Linked DNA regions of Mus musculus: region 2 is linked to region 1. Evidence: chromatin contacts called from public HiChIP or PLAC-seq data. All regions are on one chromosome and are shown on one strand. The core of a region is the stretch at or near the end of the contact, and the rest is flanking DNA. Distances in the headings are between cores, read along the strand shown. Region 1 has its middle 4.8 kb from the start of Gm33867. Region 2 has its middle 19 kb from the start of Gm34434.

What was found. HiChIP or PLAC-seq counts read pairs in DNA pulled down with a chosen protein or histone mark.
Region 2: an H3K4me3 HiChIP or PLAC-seq map of bone marrow-derived macrophages shows a contact between it and region 1, with 6 times the contacts expected there. The contact joins two enhancer-like sites. A contact is called at or near these places in 1 of 484 Hi-C or Micro-C datasets (cerebral cortex) and 2 of 115 datasets of contacts at active chromatin or transcription factors (bone marrow-derived macrophages and fibro-adipogenic progenitors).

Annotation. Positions count from the first base shown.
Region 1 is chr3:143,735,686-143,741,260 of GRCm38.p6, forward strand. No RefSeq gene overlaps it. Among named protein-coding and RNA genes, the nearest start is that of Gm33867, 4.8 kb to the right of the region's middle. Within about 2 kb of position 2,421, at least 5 of the 459 cell types and tissues checked have an H3K27ac peak or open chromatin away from gene starts, as enhancers often do. A contact at or near this core is called in bone marrow-derived macrophages, where this site is marked.
Region 2 is chr3:144,398,619-144,404,345 of GRCm38.p6, forward strand. No RefSeq gene overlaps it. Among named protein-coding and RNA genes, the nearest start is that of Gm34434, 19 kb to the left of the region's middle. Within about 2 kb of position 2,858, at least 47 of the 459 cell types and tissues checked have an H3K27ac peak or open chromatin away from gene starts, as enhancers often do. A contact at or near this core is called in bone marrow-derived macrophages, where this site is marked.

The DNA of each region.
Region 1 (5,575 bases), core at 1,171-3,670:
CTCTAGCCAAGTACCAAGTGTTCTTATCTGCTAAGCCATCTTTCAAGCCCCACGTGTACTTATTCAGACGAAGATGGCAATGGTGGGATCTTAATGAGCTGTGTGCCTGCACATGAACTCAATCAGAGCTGTGACTGCAAGGACAAAACCTGCAGGAGATCAAGCCAGACAAAAATCCCAGCACAGAAAGGGAAGGGGCTTATCAAGTCCCGCCCCCAACCAAGGATCTATTGGCCATTGATGGCTGCTGGGGGAGGTAGAGTCAGTTTTCTTCAGGGAGGCAGTAGATGGTACCCTGCCCATGTGTATCCAGGCAGTACTAAGAGGACTCAGTGGGTTAAAAAACAGAGCACGTGAAGCTAGGAGGTAAAAGTAATGGAAGAGATAGGAGAGAGATTTAAGGAGAGGGTATGGGGGTAGACTTAATCAAAATACATTATATGCATTATTAACAATCAAAAACACCATGGGTATGTGCCAAGCTGGAAGTAGAGAATGGAGGGCAGATGACATATAGCTGTCTGTTCACAGGGGAAGAAAGGTATAAAATGATGCTGACGTTAGGTAAGATACAGGCACTCCTGCGGGAGTACGCAGAACCTATGAAAGCTATTGGAGGTGGCCCAAAGATTAGTGAGAGCCACCGGGGAGTGTGACATAGTGGCATGCCCAGCCTTCCTGCTGGTAAGGTTAGCTGCAAAGTATTGCACTCCCCTCTTCCCACTTCACGCCCAGTTCTACATCTCTTAGAGACCAAAGCAAGCTCAGCCTGCTTGTTGTACACTATTGAGACAGGTTCCCATTCCTCAGAAAAGACATTGATCTTGATGGAAGATGCTGCTGCAGTTTGAGCTGAAACCTAGTAGGCTTACCAAGGAATAATAGAGGCAGAGAATGAAAGACTCCGTTTGAAGCAACTCAGTTCGGCCACCTGCTAAGAGAAGGAACTTGCTCTGAATGTACGACTGTGTTACCTTTAACTTCCTTTCATGAGAGGAACCAACCTGTAACACAGAAAATACTCAGGACTCTCAGAGATTATCCAAAGTGAGAGTCATGTGATTTAAGTTGTTTACCTTCAGAAATAATGAGCTGATTCATAACAACAGAGAAATAACCACACTTCCATGGGACCGGCCAAGAAAGCCTGGCTATTATCCAAATTTGAGTAAATCACACCACAAACACATGTTAATTTTGGCCAACCCTTATTACTTTGCTGAATATTTATTCCTAGTTGTCTAAGCTACTCGTGTTCACTTTGCTCCAGATCTTCAAAATGCTGTGGACAGGGGGCGGTTTGCAAACTTCTGATCAGGCCCCTGGCTTTGAACTCTGCCAGCTGCAAGCAAAATCCTGCTTGGAAGACCTGAAGGATACATCCTCACCTAGACTTCAGATTTCTCTCCCTTTGTATTCCTGTTGCTCCCTGTGGCTGATGGGGTGTGGGGGTGAGGGGTGAGTGCTAAGAACAAGGGTTTTGCCCTGTCCTCTAGATGCACGTGGTCTGAGGGGAACTGTTACACTATTCCATTTCTTCACATGGATCTCTTGATTGCTACATACATGGGGAACTTAGACTAGATGGATGACAGTTGGGTACATGAGATCTATACTCAATCCGATCTCTGGACATGTGAAGGTTTTCAGTGATGCCTAATGTGTACCTTCAGTATCTGTTTGCCAATGCATGGCATTGCCATCCTACGTGTTTTTTTCCTCTTGTTCTCTTTTTCATCTCACACCTTATTTCTTCAACTATAATGTAGACTACCTGAGGAAAGAGAATATAATATATAATAATACATCCTGAACAACACGTCTTGACTGCTGACCACATTGCATTGCTACCAGATGCATGTCAGCTAACTAATGCGATGATAAATTCTTACAAGCAAGGCAACAGGAAAAGGGTTGGCTGTGCCAAATCAACCAGGAGTGGAGGTGTGGCAAGGTGGGAAAGACTGGAGTGAAGACACAGATTCATTGGTACTTTTTTAAAATAAAATATACATTTTCAATGTACTAATAATATAATGGCTCTATGATTTAATTGGTAGGTAGAAGCCAAGAATAGACCTCACTAACTCACACTAATGAGAGGTAGGCCCATTGCAGTCCAACTGAGGTCTTTCAGTAATTGATTTTTTTTTTTTATTTTTAAAATATGTGCTTGCCTCTCTCCAGCCAACATACACATACAAGTTGACTGCCATACAGAATACACTTTGTTCTTTCATTTTGTCGGGCGTAGTTGTGTTTTAATTATTTATGATAATACTTAATAGTATATTAGTAAGTGTCCTGTAGAGTGGCATGTAAAAGTAATGAAGTCTTAGTAACATGAGACCACGACAAAGCTCACAGCTATTAAATCTCTGCCCAGAAGTGAAGCGAGACTGTGGGGTTCTTTGTGAGCACCGAGGGCTTGCAGATTAGGGAAGTGAAAAGCAGCAACCTTCTCTGACTTACATTTATTAAGTATATACTGATATTTTAAAACTTATTGAATATGACTAATGGATTTGAATATGACCAACACGCTAAGATACATGTTTCCTCTCTGAGTGCTGTTTAGGAGGTATTAAGACTTCTCTAAAACTGGCTCAGCTGGCTTTCTACTTGATACCATTGTGCTGTACACTTTACTTTTATTTCTAACACTCACAAAACCACATTCTATCTCCAGAATATTAAGGATAATTAGAGCCTGTGAAGATTTTTAAATTTTAAATTAATCTCTTGTACAGTCATGGCTGGAATTATAATCATTTCCTGAGGAAAAATAAGATTAATGTTTTAAAAGTTATGTAAGACTTGACTTTACATATTTTTTTGCTATTGGTATATTTTACATACATTTATTTTTACTTAAATATTCTGTTACGTCCAACTTTCCAATTCCAAATTCCAGAAATAAATTTTACAAGATCCAGTTGAATAAATTCTGCCAAAAACCTCTACCAAATACTCCCTCTGACACCCTCTCCCTACAAGACAGTCCCCTCCTGGCAAGAACTTTGTTCTGCTCTGACCTTTTAAAATGTTTGCCCAGTGCCTTTGTCTAGGTAATTGAAGATGTCGCCCAGTCCTTGTCAGCCTTGCTGGATAGACGGTGTCTTCCCACTCTAAACTGCTCCTTCAGCATCTCCTTCCAGTTTTCTCCTTATTCCCTTGCTTTCTCACAACTCATCCCACATCCTCTTGGAAAAAAAATGCACATTGGCACCAGGCTCTTTTTCTAATCAGCTCTGTTCCCTCTCCTGCTAATTTTACAGAGTTTATTTTCTCACCTTGTACTCTACTCATAGAAAACTGAAGAGTGTTTGGTCCTATTACTAAAATATTGAGAATATGTGTGTTTCGAGACTGTACATTTAAAATGGCCATTTTTTAAATTATGGAGTTCTTATCACTACTTCAGTTTCACTAACAAAAGAATGGAAATTAAGCATGCGAATCAGAACAACAGTGGGAACAATAATAAAAGTCCAGAAAGGATGTCTTATCTCCATTATTGTGACTAACACTTGGTACAACCTCACAAATATCAAAACGATTAGCTTAGCTGAATATTTTTATGGGCGCCAGTCTTTTATAGAAACATACTGTTTACAAAAACTTAATCATTTTATTTAATCATCCGGTCATCTGAATTAAAATAGTCATCTTATTAAAATAGTTGATTGTGACTCGTGTACTTAGAAGAAGTATCCACGGGATACTGATTAAAGACCACAGCTAGAACAAACTTGGAATACCACATACATAGCTTTTCCAAGAGGAACTCAATCTGGAGCCTATGTCGATGGAGAATCTATACAAACTACAGTTGGAAAATCTCTTGGAAGTATTTGACCTTTACTGTGATATATTCAAAAACTGGTCATTTGCAGGGAGAGCTACTTGCCAGAAAGAAATAGAGTGGAGTTTAGATTTATGGCCAGATCACTCAAAACAGGGATTTGATGATCATGTTCAATTCCTAGGTAGATCTCTAGTCTACAAACTTAGGCTTAAGAGACAAGCAACACTTAAACACAGAGTATTAGAAAATCAAACCTTCAGGGGATAACTATGATTCATTCAAGAAGTCTGCATTCAAAATTAATTCCCAGCTTGGAAATTCCAAAACATAGAATGCGACTGTTTATAAATGGGAGTCATTATGCATAGGAAGGAGAGAGTTATACGTAGCTTATTCTTCCATAAAAAAATCTATGTATTATAAAGTATGTTTAAATGCTCAAATATTTCAAAGGGAATGAAAGAATGATTAAAAGAGTAGTATTGTGTTAGTTTATATACATATATATATATACTTTTTTATAAATATATATTTATCTGTGTATGTAAATGGATACATATATGGCATAGATGTGTCATTTGGATATAAAAGAGATTAGTCAAGTATTGGAAAATGTAAAACAAATGTGTGAGTTTTTTAGTATAGTCGTTACAATTCAAATTTAACTGTCTATTTAAATAAATGATTAGATCTAGTTAAAGATGGAATTAAAAAATAGGAAGATAAGTGTCTGGAAATGACTCATAATACAGCATGAAAAGCAGAGTTGGGTAATAAGAAAAGGAGATATCCCGAGGAGAATAGAAGAATACAATAGAGAGGATGGAGAAGGTGCCGGGTTGAAATAATTAAGAAATCATTCCAAAATCTATATCTATGAATTGCCAGACTGAGCTAGCTCCAACATGATAAATACAGTGGAATCTAGACCTGGGCACATCATAGTAAGACATCCAAGCACCAAAGGATCAAAGAATCTTCTAAGAGCAACTAAAGAAACTAAATAGGAAACGCACTGTGAAGATAAACTTATACTGACAGAAGAGTTTTTCATAGCAACTAAAACAGAATCCACATAATGTAGCAGAAATCATTAGTAAGTAGTTGAGAGTAAACAGCAGTTGACTAGGTCTGCTCTTGTGACCCGATCACCCTACAAAGAAGTGGACTATGGCATTTTGCGATCCAAAATTCTGCCCAGGTTCCATGGCTGACGCTGTCATATACAAGCTGTGTGTGCGTGCACACACACACACACACACACACACACACACACACACACACACACAATCATCAGAGTATGAAAAGGCTGATTAATACAAATCAAGTATTTCTAATGCCTGAAAAGGATTGAGGTTAAAGGCAAAGGAGATGACTCAGGGATCCATGATTGTATGGTAGTAAGGAGCTCCCTGTAATGATCAGGGCTTGCACAGTTTTATGAAATCAGTTAAAGGTACATTGCAATCCATAGAAGTTAGACACATAGCAAGCATTGAAACAGGTCTATAACAGACATAGCCAAATCCATGATGGGTACATTCCAGTGGCTGGTCTTAAACAGTAGAGCACATATGGGAAAATATGTCCTTAGTCAAATTGGTACTGTCCAAAAGCAATATGACACAATCCAAATAAATCATTTAAAATTATGTAGCAACTATATTCAAAACAAACAAAAATAGGCAAAAATTAGATTTTTTTTACTTATTCTACCTATGTAAAAACCATAAAAATGTCATTGAGATAGTGTCTCATATTTTCTCA
Region 2 (5,727 bases), core at 1,608-4,107, 660 kb after region 1:
GTTTACTGAGTCCTTTTGATTTGCCACTAGGGTTATTTTAGTATAGATCAAACTTCCTGTGGGTTAGGTAGTGGCAGGGGACAGATGCTGGAGACATTAAGCATGTGATTGGCCAGAAGGGTGAAGCAGAGGCCAGAAGATGGCTACATGGCATCCCTGGTCTTGTAACCCTTCCTTCCTTTTCTCTTTCTCTTCTGCCAACTCAACCCTTCGTTTTCTGCCTATCACGCCTTTGATCTCGCAGTCAAAGTGCGTGTTGGAATTCTGTCGCTGGGTTTGTGGTCCCAGCCAACAGCATCACCCAGCCCTGCTCTAGCACCGATGTCATAAATCCAGAAGAATTTCTAGGGAAGGAAAAAAAAAACCTGTTCTGAAGTCGAGTTGCTACCATTTCGACATCCTGACAAGTGTGCCCTTGTGTGCTTTCAGCTTAAAGGAGGCAGGAATGTACCAACCGCCCCAGAATTCATGTCATGTTCTCAAGAGTACAAAAGACAAGGCAGCATGGGGTGGGCTGGGAGACATCTCCACTCCAGTGTGTCCTCCATCAGCTCTCCGCAGGGAGGTATTCTGAAGGAACACAATGGTGACCTATAGGCTCAATATGATTAGAGTTTCAATAGTGGAAGATAGAGGACCGTCAGTGAAGAGTAGGAGCTCTGTAGTAGAGTGCAGGGATCGATCGAGTCTGTGGGCCCAGGAGTCTAAATAGCTGCCTGAATGGGGCAAAGGATATGGTGATGCAGACAGGAAGGCCAGAGGACAGCAGGTGACCCGGAGAAACCACCTTGTGATTTGAAATGTAACAGGGAATCCCGGTTCCCAGGAAAGAGAACCGAAGTGAACAGAAAGTTGAGAAAGCCCGACTCCAAGTGGTGTACTGGGCATCAGGGAGGGGTGGGACACACAGTGCCTGAAGCTAGTGACAACCGGGCTGCTGTTACCCCCCAACTACAGCATAGTCCCAGGCAGGCAGTGCGCAGGAGCCGTGGGGGTTTTGACGGCCTCTTGCTCAACACGCAAACCTTTAGCTGATGCCAATCAAAGCAAATGAGTAATTAATAATCGGGCAGGGAGCGACTCCGGGGAGAGGAGGGTAACAGAGGACAAAAGAGCTTAGCCCATTGGTGTTTCGAATGCTGGGTCGTAGCCACAGGGCGAATTCCCCCTCGCCCAGCAGTGCAGCACATGAAGGTCCTAAGACAGGATGGAGGGAGGAATCTGGTAGAGGCAGCTGGTGGAAAGCCAAAGGATTTCCCAGGGCCACGCGCGTCCTAGCCAGTGGACAACGTGTCTCAAATGTTCCTGTGGCGCCACCTAGTGTCCAAGGCTCAGAGGATGCCCAGGCAAAGGCTTCAAACTCAGGCCAGATCTAGGACCTCAGAGTCAGAACTTCAATCTTTAATGTTATGAGGCAGGTTGGGGTAGGAATGGGGTGTCTCCTGGCTGTGGACAGACCAATGACACTCTCCAGCTGGGCAAACGCCCGTGTAAAATCTCTTCTGCTGCCACTAAATCTAAGTAGCACATTTGCCAGAAGGTACAGGAAAAATGACACTCCCTTTCTGAGACCATGAGGTGATGTCTGGTTTTTCCTCAATACAATGGCAAGCCGGTTATTAATTCATCCAGACAAAAAAATATAGATGCTGTCATCGTATAAACATGAGTCCCTGAGCAGAATGGGGCCTCAGGCCATCAGGGGGTGCAGCATATGAAGTGTGCTGAACTCTGGGACAAAGGACAAGATCACTTTGTTGAATGGAAAATGGGAGATGAGAGAAGACCCTGAAGTGGAAAGAATGAAACCTGGGAGCCAGGATGTGCTTTTAGAGTTCTGGCGTTGGCCCTGCTCGGTTATCTGTGTGACCTTGACCAAGGGAAACGGTGTTCCTCTCTCCCAACAATGCTGCGAGGCTCAGATTGTGGGTTTCCCTGAACAGACGAGGAAATAGCGGCTCCAGGAGTTTATCCAAGGTCAGGCCCAGGTCGGTGGCCACACCAAACTTCCAACCCACATCTGCCCAAAGTTCACAAACATGTTCCTCTGACAAGTCCCAGGCCCTCTGGGCTGTGATTCTCTGTCTATACCAGGAAGGGGTCCACTCCAGAAATAGCAAACTGTGATTATAGGGTTTCATCGGTCCCTTAAAACTCTGTTTTAGTGCACACAAGCCCCACAGTGATAACAAAAGGGCCTTTTAAAAGGATTTATCCATCTATAAAAGCTACTGGGTTTTATTTCCCAATATGGGCAAAGAACACCAAAACAAATGTGTTAGGACATCAAATCCCCTTTAAAATTTAGGGCAGGGAAAAAAGAGACTCGGAGTATATTAGGGGGTAGCGATAGTGTGGTGTCCTCAGCAGTGGGACTGGGTCCTCAGCAGGGTCCAGCTGCAGGCATTGCTTATCGGGAGCCAGTGGCCTCCCAGGCTAATTGCATTCTGACGATTGTTTAGCCTTGATAAACACAGCAGTTTATCTGGCTACCGGTTCGGATCTGGACAGAAGCAGATGGAGCACACTTGCAATAACCTCAGAGATAAAACTTTCCTATCTCAGGCAGTTGATCTCTTCCTTCAAGGGTCATATTGTCCAGCAACGGCCACCTCTGAAAGAAGGAAGTGGGGGCAAGCCAAGTGTGCACAGTGGCAAGCCAAGTGGGCCTTGCTTGTCTATAACTACCCTCCCTGCTAACCCTACAGTTAACCTGCCCAAGACATCAGACGAGTCAGTAAATAAATGGAGGAAATGCGAAACGGGACCCCGAAGCCAAGATCCTCTAACACAGCCCGCTTTAAAATGAATCCTTCCTCAACTTGCTTTGGTAAAGGAAGGGAAAGTGAAAGCTTACCAACTAAGACAGGAAATGAACTATAGCTCAGAAGCTCCCAGGCACTGCTAGGCCTCAAACTCACCATGTGACCAAACTCAGCACCATAGTGGACTGAGCTAAATAATGTCTAAGACCTTCTGGACCTATTGCCTAGCCCTCAATTAGATGAGCCCTTCCATGTCTCACATGTAAGGTAGCAACCAAAAGTTACAGTCTACCTACTCAAACCCTGGCTTGACACCATCCCACTATTTTGAAACCCTCCAGGAGAACCTGGGAGGCCCAGTAGCTCGGCTACGGAAAGAACCGTCAAAGCACAAGAGAGAACAGATTCTCTGATCAGACTCTTCTACCTCAAGAAGTTCCAACTAGGAATCGCTGCCCTAATTTTCACTTTGGGGATGAGGAGAAGGAAAGGGGGGAGTTTCCTGGACAGAGTCCTCCAGGGTTGAGGTCATCCCTTTATTGGGGGCGGGTAGGAGCTCATTGCTCCTCTAAGCTTCAAGCTGGTTCTGGGCTGACAGTAGTTATTAATTAGGTCTGGCAAACTGAGTGGGTGCCGGTGCTGACAGATTTACACAGTGTGTGTAATCAGTTACGAAACTAGATACCAGCCAAGGCTAGCCCCCCAACCAACCCCACCCTTTAGGGGGGCTCTACTGCCTCCAATTTCCCACTCTACCCAGCCTCTGGCAACAATGTTGCCTGGTTCTGAGCCCCACCTCTGCCGCGGCTCTGATCCTCACCCCTACACCCCAGCCTGTTTTCTGTCTTCCTTTTGGGTTGTGATTCACGGCAGATACTAGAAAGGAAATGGCCCTCTTCATCCTTTCTACCACCGCTCTTATCTTTACAGGGTTCTTACAACTCATTTATGTGATGTCACACACGGACACGCTGTCACCAATCTGCCACAAGCACCGCCTTCAATATAGGAAAGCTCCAAACAAATGCCATTCTCCATGAGGACTCCCGTGGGCACAACTAGGGACCAGTTAACAGTAATGGGGGGCAGGGGAGGGGGGATATTTGCTTCCTGGGGCAGGTGGAAAGTTCTTTACCCTCCTGTCTGCTGATGTCATGGAAGTCAGCTTCCTGCTAGGCACAGCCCCAAGAGAAGCCAGCTCAGAAATGCAGAGTCCTGAAGGGGCTGTCCACAGCCAAAGCGTTAAATGGCCATCCTTCACTTCCAAAAAAAAAAAAAAAAAAAAAAAATCGAAAATGGGGTTATATGTAGCCCAGGCTGGCCTCAAATTCATTATATATACAAGGCTGATTTCCAACTTCTGATTTTTCTGCCTCTGCCTCCCAGGTACTAGGTCATGAGCCACCATACCCAGTTTTGAAGTTCATTTTTGAGTGCCATAAAAGACACGTAGCAGAACTAGTCCTGTATTCCTACTGAACGTAGAGGCCAGAGGACGGGAGGAGGGGGGAAGTTAGCACTGGAGCAAGGGCTGTTCACATCTCAGACAACTCACACCACCCTCTTCCTTCCTGCCTGCCTGCCTTCCCTCTCTCCTTCCTTCCTTCCTTCCCTTCCCTTCCCTTCCCTTCCCTTCCCTTCCCTTCCCTTCCCTTCCCTTCCTTCCTTCCTTCCCTTCCTTCCCCTCCCCTTCTTCCCCTTCCCCTTCCCCTTCTTCCCCTTCCCCTTCCCCTTCTTCCCCTTCCCCTTCCCCTTCTTCCCCTTCCCCTTCCCCTTCTTCCCCTTCCCCTTCCCTTTCCCCTTCCCCTTCCCCTTCCCCTTCTTCCCCTTCCCCTTCCCCTTCTTCCCCTTCCCCTTCCCTTTCCCCTTCCCCTTCCCCTTCCCTTTCCCCTTCCCCTTCCCCCCCTTCTTCCCCTTCTTCCCCTTCTTCCCCTTCTTCCCCTTCTTCCCCTTCTTCCCCTTCTTCCCCTTCTTCCCCTTCCCCTTCCCCTTCCCCTTCCCCTTCCCCTTCCCCTTCCCCTTCCCCTTCCCCTTCCCCTTCCCCTTCCCCTTCCCCTTCCCCTTCCCCTTCCCCTTCCCCTTCCCTTTCCCTTTCCCTTTCCCTTCCCTTCCCTTCCCTTCCCTTCCCTTTCCCTTTCCCCTTCCCTCTTCCCTTCCCTTTCCCTTTCCCTTCCCTTCCCCTCCCTCCCTTCCTTCTTTTCTCTTTGTTTTTTAGACAGTGTCTCACTATGCAGCCCTAGATGACCTGGAACTTCATGTATAGACTAGGCTGTCCTTGAAATCACAGAGATCCTTCTGCCTCCGCCTCCTAAATGCTAGGGTTAAAGGCCTCTGTGCCCAGCCAGCCTTTCTTCTCTTTGGTCAGACACCCTCTCTGTTGCCGTCTTCCTCTTGTGCTACCCATGTGCCCTCAATGGCCTCTCACTCCCGACATCCCATCCCCCACCCATTTATTTCTCAAGACTTGTTGAGTCAGTCAGCTTTCTGTTAGTGTAACACATGCCTGGGATAATCAACTTATAAAGAGAAACCTATTTTGACTCATAGTTTGGGAGTTTTTGGGTCCATGTTTGCTTGTCCCTCTTTGGGCTTAGGGTAGCACATCATGGTAGGTGGCCTAATCAGGATCACTGTGGCTGTGATGAAACGCCAGGACCAAAAGCAACTTGGAGAGGAAAGGGGTTGTTTTGCTGACACAGTGAGTGTCACAATCTATTGAGGGAAGCCATGGCAGGAGTTCCAACTGGTCAGGACCCTGGAGGCAGGAGCTGAAGCTGAGGCCATGGAGGGGTGCTGCTTAATCAGGTTTGCTCAGCCTGCTTTATTATAGAACTGAAGACCACCAGCCCGGGGATAGCACCACCCACGACAGGCTGGGCCCTCCCCCATCAATCACTAATTAAGAAAATGCCCTACAGCTGGATCTTATGGAGGCATTTTCTCTCAGGTGACTCTAGCTTAT